3 separate regions of the Mus musculus genome follow, and all the other regions are linked to region 2. A link is a contact called in public ChIA-PET data. All regions are on one chromosome and are shown on one strand. Each heading gives the region's core, a stretch centred on a gene start, on an enhancer-like site or on the middle of the called end of the contact. The rest is flanking DNA. Distances are from core to core; before and after follow the strand shown. Region 1 has its middle 20 kb from the start of Nr4a1. Region 2 has its middle 14 kb from the start of Slc4a8. Region 3 has its middle 15 kb from the start of Tmprss12.

Region 1 (2,787 bases), core at 212-2,711, 500 kb before region 2:
GTAAGGCTGGGCTTCTAGGAGCAGTTAGGGATGCAGTCCTCATTGGTACTAGCCCACACCCTGGAGGGTTCCTAAGACAGGGAGACAAGAGCTGGAGAGATGGCTCAGCGGTTAAGAGCACTGACTGCTCTTCCTGAGGTCCTGAGTTTAATTCCCAGCAACCACATGGTAGCTCACAACTATCTGTAATGGGATCTGATGCCCCCTTCTGGTGTGTCTGAAAAGAGCTACAGTGTACTCATATACAAAAAAATAAATAAATAAATAAATAAGTCTTAAAAAAAAAAAAGACACGGAGACAAAAAGCCCAGCAGCTAGTTTTACTATGAGGGGATATCTACACAGTCAAGACAGATTAAGAGTAAGGAAGGATATATGAGGGAAGAGGGGCCACCCTAGAGAAAAAGAATGTGGGGTATAGTGTGGAAAAAGGCCTAGAAATGGAAAGAACACCCCATGGAGGTTAGGCTGTCCGGAATTTCAAGGGTATGAGACAGGGACAAGATGGAAGTCCCAAGGGTGAAAAACAGTAAGCCACCTTGAGCCACAAGGCCCAAGGCCATCTAGCATACTTGGTGACCTGGATTCAGCTGCTTATAGTTGAGGAGCCAGTATGTTACCTCACATCCTCCCTGCCTGGGTTAGAGGATGTGGAGGGGTTAACTAACCCACTGGGCCCAGAGGGACTCCCCTGCCTGGGACTGCAAAGGGGATTCCCTTCATAGGTCCCTTCCTCAGCCTCAGGATCAATAACTACTTGGCTGGGGTCCCCCCGCCATTCCCCACATTTAAGCATACACTCAAAGGCAAAAAATAAAAAAAAATAAATGGGGTCACCCAAGACTATTGCAAGGACTGCAGAGTTCTAGAAGGCCACTGGATTGGAGGTGGAGAGGCCATCTTCCCTTCCTGTGCTTCATTGAGTGTTTCCACATCTGTTGTCCTTTTGTTCTTGCTACTGAGGATCATCTGGGTCAACATGAGAAAGTGGCCCAGGTCACCAGGCCGGAAATGGGCGAGGTTTAAAGAAAGATTACCCACAAATCAAAACCAGGGCTCTTGATTAAAAACACAACAAAACCCTCTGTAACTTTAGAGTTACAAAATCACTCTCACCGCCCCGCCCCCCCCCCTCCCCACACACACACAGACACCCGCAGACAACAGCAAAGGCTGTAGAGCTGCGTGGCTGACAAAGTGCGAAGTCCGTAATTGCACTCCCAGAGGAGCCGGAGCTCAGCCATCCTCCGGTGTCAGATTCCAAATTTCTGTCACCTCGCCCGAGACCGGATTTGGCCCGAGCTTCCCTTCCCTGGTCCCGCCACCGGAACACCAAGCCGGAAGGAACGCGGCGGGCGGCGGGGCAGCACCGAGCCTCGGGCGAGCCATGCCCCTACTGCCCGCGCCAGGCCCTGCACGCCGGGTGCGGTCGGGGAAGCCGCTACGTCACCGCGCAGTCCGCAGGGAGCTCGGCGGGCTAGCCAGGATTCCATTACATCACCCAAGCCGCGCTGTAAACACCGCTGCAGCCATTGGCTGCGGCGCCGCCCTCGCAGCCAATAGCGTGAGAGCATGCAAATCGTCGTTGAGCCAACGCTTCCTTTGGCGCTGGTGCATGCAAATAGACGTCATTGCCCGGGTGGGGGTGGCCTGGCCCAGGCAGGAGGTGGGTGGGGGTGTGTGGAAACTCGTAGCGCGGCTGGCTTGGAGACTTGGCATCCAAATCTGTTCCAGACAGTCCCGAGGGGCACGGAGTGCGATTAAAGGTGAATGTCCTCAATTCTTAGGCCCTTTTCCGTTAGACCCACACAAGCAATGGTGCAAAAATGAAGTTAATTGCTGGGCGTGGTAGCCCAGGCCTGTAATCTCAGCATTTGGGAGTTGGCCAGCCTGAGCTACAAGAAGCCCTGCCCCGAATAAAAGCAAAACAGAAGGGCTGCAGAAATGGTTCGGCTGTCCAGAGCTCCAGCTGCTCTAAGAGGACCCAGATTTGGGTCCTCACGACCGTCATTAACTCCAGTCTAGGGGTTCCAACGCCCTCTTCTAACCTCAGTGGGTACCCGGCATGCACGGGGTGCACATACATACACAGAGGCAAAAATTTACAGACATAAAATAAGTAGATGTTTAAGGTTTGGATTTGTTTGTTTGGGGTTTGTTTGTTTGTTTGTTTTTTAAAGTATAACAAAAAATAAGACCACTTGGAGGTAGGAGGGGAGAAAGAAAAAAAAAAAAAAAGATAGAGAGGTTGCTGAACCATGCTTCCCAGATGGCTCAGGTCAAACCCCAGGAGAAGGTGCCAGGGAGAACCAAGCTACCCAGGAGGTAGTCAGAGCTCAGGGAGCTTTTGGTGTCTTGACCAGGCTTCTCCAGAAATAAATGTCATTTTCAGGGGTGGGTTCTAATGTTTCAGGAAAACAAGACAAAACTACATCTGCACTGGACTTATCTAGGTTTTGTTCTTGTCACTATTGCCTAAATAATTCAGCGTTATAATAACACACATAACATTCACCACACTAAACACTATCCCTAGTGCAGAGCTTTACAGTGTAGAGCAGAGCCAGGTATGGTGTCTTGTATTTATAATCCCAGCACTCAAGAGGCTAGGATTAAGAGAATCTTGAATTTGAGGCCAGCCTGAGCTATAAAGTAAGACTTTTTCTTTTTTTTTTTAATTTTTTTGAGGCAGGGTTTCTCTGTGTAGCCCTGGCTGTCCTGGAACTCACTTTGTAGACCAGGCTGGCCTCGAACTCAGAAATCCACCTACCTCTGCATCCCGAGTGC
Region 2 (2,994 bases), core at 385-2,884:
TCTGAACCTTCCAGACTCCCGAGTGTTGTCTCTCTAGCAATAGAACCAACTCTTTCTTTCTCTCTCTCTCTTTCTTTCTTTTTTTCTTTTTTAAGATTTATTTTATGCACACTGTAGCTGTCCTCAAACACACCAGAAGAGGATTACAGATGGTTGTGAGGCACCATGTGATTGCTGGGAATTGAACTCAGGACCTCTGGAAGAACAGTCAGTGCTCTTAACTGCTGAGCCATCTCTCCAGCCCTAGAACAAGTTCGTATAGAAGAGGTCACTCGTGCTTTGCAAAAGACATGCCCTTTGCAAAGGAGTTTTGATGTAGTTGTGTGTCTCAGGCTTTGCTGTGATAACTGTCAGGAGGAAACTTTTCTCGAAGTATGTCAAAAATAAACCGCTCAGGGTCAGACTCTGGGGCTTTGAACCAGCCCAGGCCATTCTAGGCTGTGCTGAACTAGATTTTCTTCTTGACACTGTTGGATCATTTAGCTGTCAGCCATTTGCAGGGGCACCTCCATCCTCCACCCCCCAGGGACTTAGGCAGCCTCTTGAATGTCCTGGCTCAACCTCTTACAGTAGGCAGCCTCTTGAATGTCCTGGCTCAGCCTCTTACAGTAGGCAGACTCTTGGATGTCCTGGCCCAGCCTCTTATAGTAGGCAGACTCTTGATGTCCTAGCTCAACCTCTTGCTTTCTGTTTTGAAGACCATCTCCGATCACAGCAGAAAAGCCTCCAGCTCTCTGGACTTCCAACTATCATTAAGACTTACCTGGGAATTTGCTTGGTTCACAGCCTAGGACAGCAGGTCATCCTGGCAACATTTCCACACTGGTCCAGTAGTCACCACTCAGCTCCCAAGATCCTTTCCTACGCCCCTGGAAACATCAATCATTCCTGACACATTTCAAAGACGCTTCTGCCTGCTTTCTCTCTTCTGGGCCTGAACTTGAGTGTACATGGCTCTCTTTACTGTTTGTAATCGACTTCTCAAGAGCAATGTTAGTATAGGTGTTATTGTTATTTTTGGTCAGACTCTTTTAGTTCGAAGTGCTAGAAACAAACAAATTTCAACCATTCAATGGAATTCTCATCAAAATGCCAGTGCCAATCTTCTGAGAAATAGAAAAAAGATTCTAAAATGCATAAGCAATGTTGTGTTTTATGAGAGAGAGAGAGAGAGAGAGAGAGAGCGAGAGAGAGCGCCAGGATATGTTTGCTAGAGCTGGGTATGGTGAGGTGGAAGAGGGCGCCTTTGCGGCCCATGCTAAGACATCCCTTCCCCCTGAGGTACCAGATATATAAACAGATATAGTATGGAACAGAGTTTATTTAGGGCATGGGAAGGGGAGTTGAGGAGGGAGGGGAGATAGAGAAAGGCGGGAGGGGGGGTGGAACTGGCCAGGAAGACGTGGAGAGAGGGAGGAGGAGGGTGGGGAGAGAGGGAGAGCGGCAGGGAGAGAAGGGGCAGAGAGTAAGAGAGCTAGGAAGGGGCAAGCAGCCCCATTTATATTGAGCTGTTGCCAGGTAACTGTGGGGCGGAGACTAGAAGGAATGATAACAAGCACCAAAGACAAATAGACACCATAGACGAATGTCCGATGAAAAGGCTGACTCTGGAAGTATGGTCATGTTCTACTACAAAGTAACAAAAACAGCTTGATACGGGAGCCAAAACAGACAGGCAGGCAGTGTTCGCAGGGGTGCTGCTGTAGCAGCCGTTAGTATGACAAACAAGCCATAAAACACTCAGATAAAAGACAACTTCAAAACAAATAACACCAGAAAAAACTGGATATCCACACAGAGAAGACTGAAAACAGTCCCCTCATACTGTACAGAAATCACCCCAAATGGATCAAAGATCTCAGTATAAGAACTTAATCCATTGGGGGTTGGGGGGCGGGGAATAGAGAAAAATACATCCACACATCGGCTTAAGCACTCTTTCTGAAAGGGACGAGCCGGGACGGGGGTGGGACTAGCCGGGACGGGGGTGGGACTAGCCGGGACGGGGGGTGGGACTAGCCGGGACGGGGGTGGGACTAGCCGGGACGGGGGTGGGACTAGCCGGGACTGGGGTGGGACTAGCCGGGACGGGGGTGGGACTAGCCGGGACTGGGGTGGGGTGGGGTGGGGTGGGGGTTAGGTCAGACCCTGAGGGCGGCTCAGTGGTTAAAGTATTTGCCCTGCAATGATAAGCGGCTGAGTTAGATAACCCAGAACCCTGAAGGCTGGAGGAGTGGGAGGAGCCACACTGGTAGCAGGAGCTCAGGAGGCAGACAAGTTCTCTAGTGTTCTTGGTATGTTCCAAGCTAGTGAGAAACCCTGTCTCAAAAATCAAAGTGGACTGTTGGCTGGGTTTTTTTTTTTTTTTTTGCTTTGTTTTTGTTTTTTTGTTTTGTTTTGTTTTAAATACTATTGTGTCCTTTTATCTCTGATTCCCTTCCAAAGTTTATTCCACCCTAATCCCTTACAACACCAAGTAGGAAAGAAAGAAAGTTAGAGGGGAAAGGGAGGGTAGACCTCTTTAGACTACGTCCTGTTTATTAAGGGTGTTGGGTTCCCTGGGGGCAAATCCAATCTTCATCGTCAAAATATCCAGCAGTACCGCAATCCAGCAACAGCAAACACCACAGCAAATGCAGCAGCAGGGGCAGCAGCTGCTGCCACAGGGCCTCTCAGGTCTCCCATTTATAGCCTCTCCAGAGTCCCCAGAGTTAAACTAGCTGAAGCTAGTGTATGCCCCGCCAGTGCATGACGCAAATGACAATCACCTGCTGCGAAGCAGCCTCTTATCCCACACCTGAGAGTAAAACAAAAACATACTCACACAACATAACTGAGTTTTTAAAGAAACCAAAATTCTCACTGCCTTTCCCCATTTTAATCTTAAAAAATGACATTTTCTCTAATATTAATAGACTATTAATATAAACAAATTATGAGAACTGTCAAGTAAGAATTATATTTACAATCTCCTGTTCATATGTATTTGGTAAC
Region 3 (2,768 bases), core at 99-2,598, 480 kb after region 2:
AAAACTGGCTAACTTGGCTTCAAACCGTGCAGTTTCTGTTTTTGGTTTTGTTTTTTTGAGACAGTGCCTTACTATGTAGGCACTGGCTTTTCTGGGTCTCTCTCTGTTGACCAGGCTAGCCCTGCACTCACAGAGATCCACTTGTGTCTGCCTCTGGAATGCTGGGATTAAAGGCCTGAGCTACCATGGCTGGCTTTCACTCCTGCCCTCTCTTCCCCAAACACTTCATACTTCAAAGAGTTATAGTCTCCCCATCTAGCATGGCCCCTTCACCAAAGCCAGCATCTAGCATGGCCCCTTCACCAAAGCCAGCATCCTGCTGGTGCTTGAGACCCACCCCCTTCCTCCCACATACACAGGCTCAGTCATTAGCACATACAACTTTTCAGCTGTAAGAAAAACTAAAAGTACCCAGGGAAGAGGAACTCGGCTTCTAGGAAAGGTGTGCCACAGGCCTACTGCTCATCGGTGTCTCCAATAAAGAATCCACCACATTGTTGAGTGGCAAACAGCTGGAACATTTTCTTGACTAATGGTTGGAAGCAGAGGGCCCAGTCCAGTGTGGTAGGTGGCCCATCCTGGGCAGGTGGTTCTGGATTCTGTAAGAAAACAGGCTGAGCAAGACATGGAGAGAGCAAGCCAGGAAGCAGCGCCCTTCCATGCTGTCTGCATTAGTTCCTGTCCTGACTTCCCTCAGTGATAGATTGTGACCTGAGAGTCTGAAAATAAGCTGAAATAAAGCCTCTCCTCAGTTGCTTTTGGTGACAGTGTTTTACCTCAACAGTACAAACCCTGAGACAGTTGGCCTTGCTACATACTGCAGGCCAGCCTGTGCTAAGAGGGGAAGTAATAGAATCTATTATTGACTTACATCAGCTGAATATAAATACAGTTCTCTTCATAGACTTCTATTGGACAGCACAACATGCCATTCACTTTTCTGTGTTTTTGAACTGTATTCATTTTCTGAGTGCACCAAGTAAAAAAAAGGAGGTATTTTTGTATCTGTTCTATTGGAGGGAGCACAGAGCTGAGTCAGGACATAAGTATCTGAGAGGGCTGTGTCAAGAGAGCATGTGCATGCACGAATGCTCTCTCTCTCTCTCTCTCTCTCTCTCTCTCTCTCTCTCTCTCTCTCGTGTGTGTGTGTGTGTGTGTGTGTGTGTGTGTGTGTGTGTGTGTGTAACAGAGAGAGGGAGAGAGAGAGAGAAGCTGAAGCCACAGGGACAGTTAGGAGTTGACAGTTATGGCTAAGCTTGCAGATTCTTGAGGACTGTCAGTAGCTGTGGCCCTGTCCAGTGAGAATGGCTCTTCTCTTATAGGATCCATCTGAGGGCCTCCCTCTGCCTGCTCTGTGGTCTCCTGTGTCTGATGAGTTCCCAGCCCTCGCTTTTCTGCTGTGGTTTTCATCTGCTTACGTATCTGTTAGTTCCTGTCTCAATTTGCTGAGTTTGTAGGTGGCAACACCTTGCTTGTCAGCCAGTGCCATGGTTTGCGCTGGATAGATGAAATTTGTTTATATGTGCAAACAAGATGTGGAGCCATTCTGCCAAACATTGTTTTATAAAATGGAGTCACTCAGAGCAAGGCACAGCTTGAGAGCTCTTGTTTTCCACAGAGTAAGGCCTGAAGACCAACATTAGTCAGGGATCTCCAGCCAAAAAGAAGCAGGGGAGGAGAAGGGGAGCAAAAGAGGCCAGGATGGGAATTGGCCCATGTAATTGTAGAGGTCAAGACATTGCGGGCTGAAGAGATGGCTCAGTGGGTAAGAGCACTGACTGCTCTTCCAGAAGGTCCTGAGTTCAAATCCCAGCAACCACATGGTGGTTCACAACCATCCATAATGAGATCTGATGCCCTCTTCTGGAGTGTCCAAAGAGGGCTACAATGTACTTACATACAGTAAATAATTAATCTTTAAAAAAAAAAAAAAAGCCACAAGCCCTTAGTCCTTAGGGTCCAGAGCTCTAAGCCAATCCTCATCTCATTTCTGTTGCTGTGGCAGATGCCCTGACTAAAAGCAACATAGCAGGAGAAAGGGTTTATTTCCTCTTGCAATTCCAGATCCCAAGTCTATCGAAGGGAGAACTCAAGGCAGGCCTGCTTGCTATGCCATCAGCATTACCTCTGTCTGAGGAACTCCTTTCACAGTCAGAGAAGTTCAGCAGAAGCCATGGCTCACAGGTCAGCTTGTGCTCTGCTAGAGAAAAATTGTATCCCCGTACATACTATTTAGTGCATTCCCATGCACACTATTTAAATCTTACCTTTATTTTCAAAATTTAATATTTAAATGGCAAAGAATTTAATAAATGCTTTATAGTATCTTAAAGGGATCTACTTTTTGGCTTATAGATTGATCCTAAAACAGCTATCTTATTAGGAAAGGGAAAAACAGGTTTTCTACACAGAACGCTGCAGAAACATATTAATTCGTGTGACGAGCTGGCAGGTAAGTTGACTCAGTGTCCTGATTGTAATGACTAAAAAACTAAATTAAATTCATGTTTTAGATCCATCCTTGCTTGTCATTTTTCCAGTTTAGACTAGCTTCTAGCCTTTTAACTTTATGGCAATAGTTCATCAGAGACTGTGCATACTGACTTGGTAAAATTAGTCATTTAATAGAGTCATAATGATTTTCTCTTTTCTTCAGTGTGACCAGTCATTCTAACTCAATCTTAGACTGGTCTAATATTCAGTCCAATGTTAGAGACTCCTATATTCTAAATTACCTAGCAAAGTTAATTCAGAGCACATCCCCCAAG

What was found. ChIA-PET counts read pairs in DNA pulled down with a chosen protein or histone mark.
Region 1: an RNA polymerase II ChIA-PET map of memory CD8 T cells shows a contact between it and region 2, with 47 read pairs. The contact joins two enhancer-like sites. A contact is called at or near these places in 9 of 39 promoter capture datasets (the 3T3-L1 cell line, the C10 cell line, the SN4741 cell line and 5 more), 9 of 484 Hi-C or Micro-C datasets (B cells, CD4 T cells, CD8 T cells and 5 more) and 7 of 115 datasets of contacts at active chromatin or transcription factors (Th17 cells, embryonic midbrain, embryonic stem cells and 4 more).
Region 3: a contact with region 2 is called in an RNA polymerase II ChIA-PET map of memory CD8 T cells, with 8 read pairs. The contact joins two enhancer-like sites. A contact is called at or near these places in 1 of 484 Hi-C or Micro-C datasets (cortical neurons) and 2 of 115 datasets of contacts at active chromatin or transcription factors (bone marrow-derived macrophages and memory CD8 T cells).

What each region holds. Positions count from the first base shown.
Region 1 is chr15:101,245,190-101,247,976 of GRCm38.p6, reverse strand. No RefSeq gene overlaps it. Among named protein-coding and RNA genes, the nearest start is that of Nr4a1, 20 kb to the left of the region's middle. Within about 2 kb of position 1,461, at least 406 of the 459 cell types and tissues checked have an H3K27ac peak or open chromatin away from gene starts, as enhancers often do. A contact at or near this core is called in CD8 T cells, the N1E-115 cell line, Th17 cells and 3 more, where this site is marked.
Region 2 is chr15:100,746,356-100,749,349 of GRCm38.p6, reverse strand. No RefSeq gene overlaps it. Among named protein-coding and RNA genes, the nearest start is that of Slc4a8, 14 kb to the left of the region's middle. Within about 2 kb of position 1,634, at least 111 of the 459 cell types and tissues checked have an H3K27ac peak or open chromatin away from gene starts, as enhancers often do. A contact at or near this core is called in CD8 T cells, the N1E-115 cell line, Th17 cells and 3 more, where this site is marked.
Region 3 is chr15:100,264,416-100,267,183 of GRCm38.p6, reverse strand. No RefSeq gene overlaps it. Among named protein-coding and RNA genes, the nearest start is that of Tmprss12, 15 kb to the left of the region's middle. Within about 2 kb of position 1,348, at least 8 of the 459 cell types and tissues checked have an H3K27ac peak or open chromatin away from gene starts, as enhancers often do. A contact at or near this core is called in memory CD8 T cells, where this site is marked.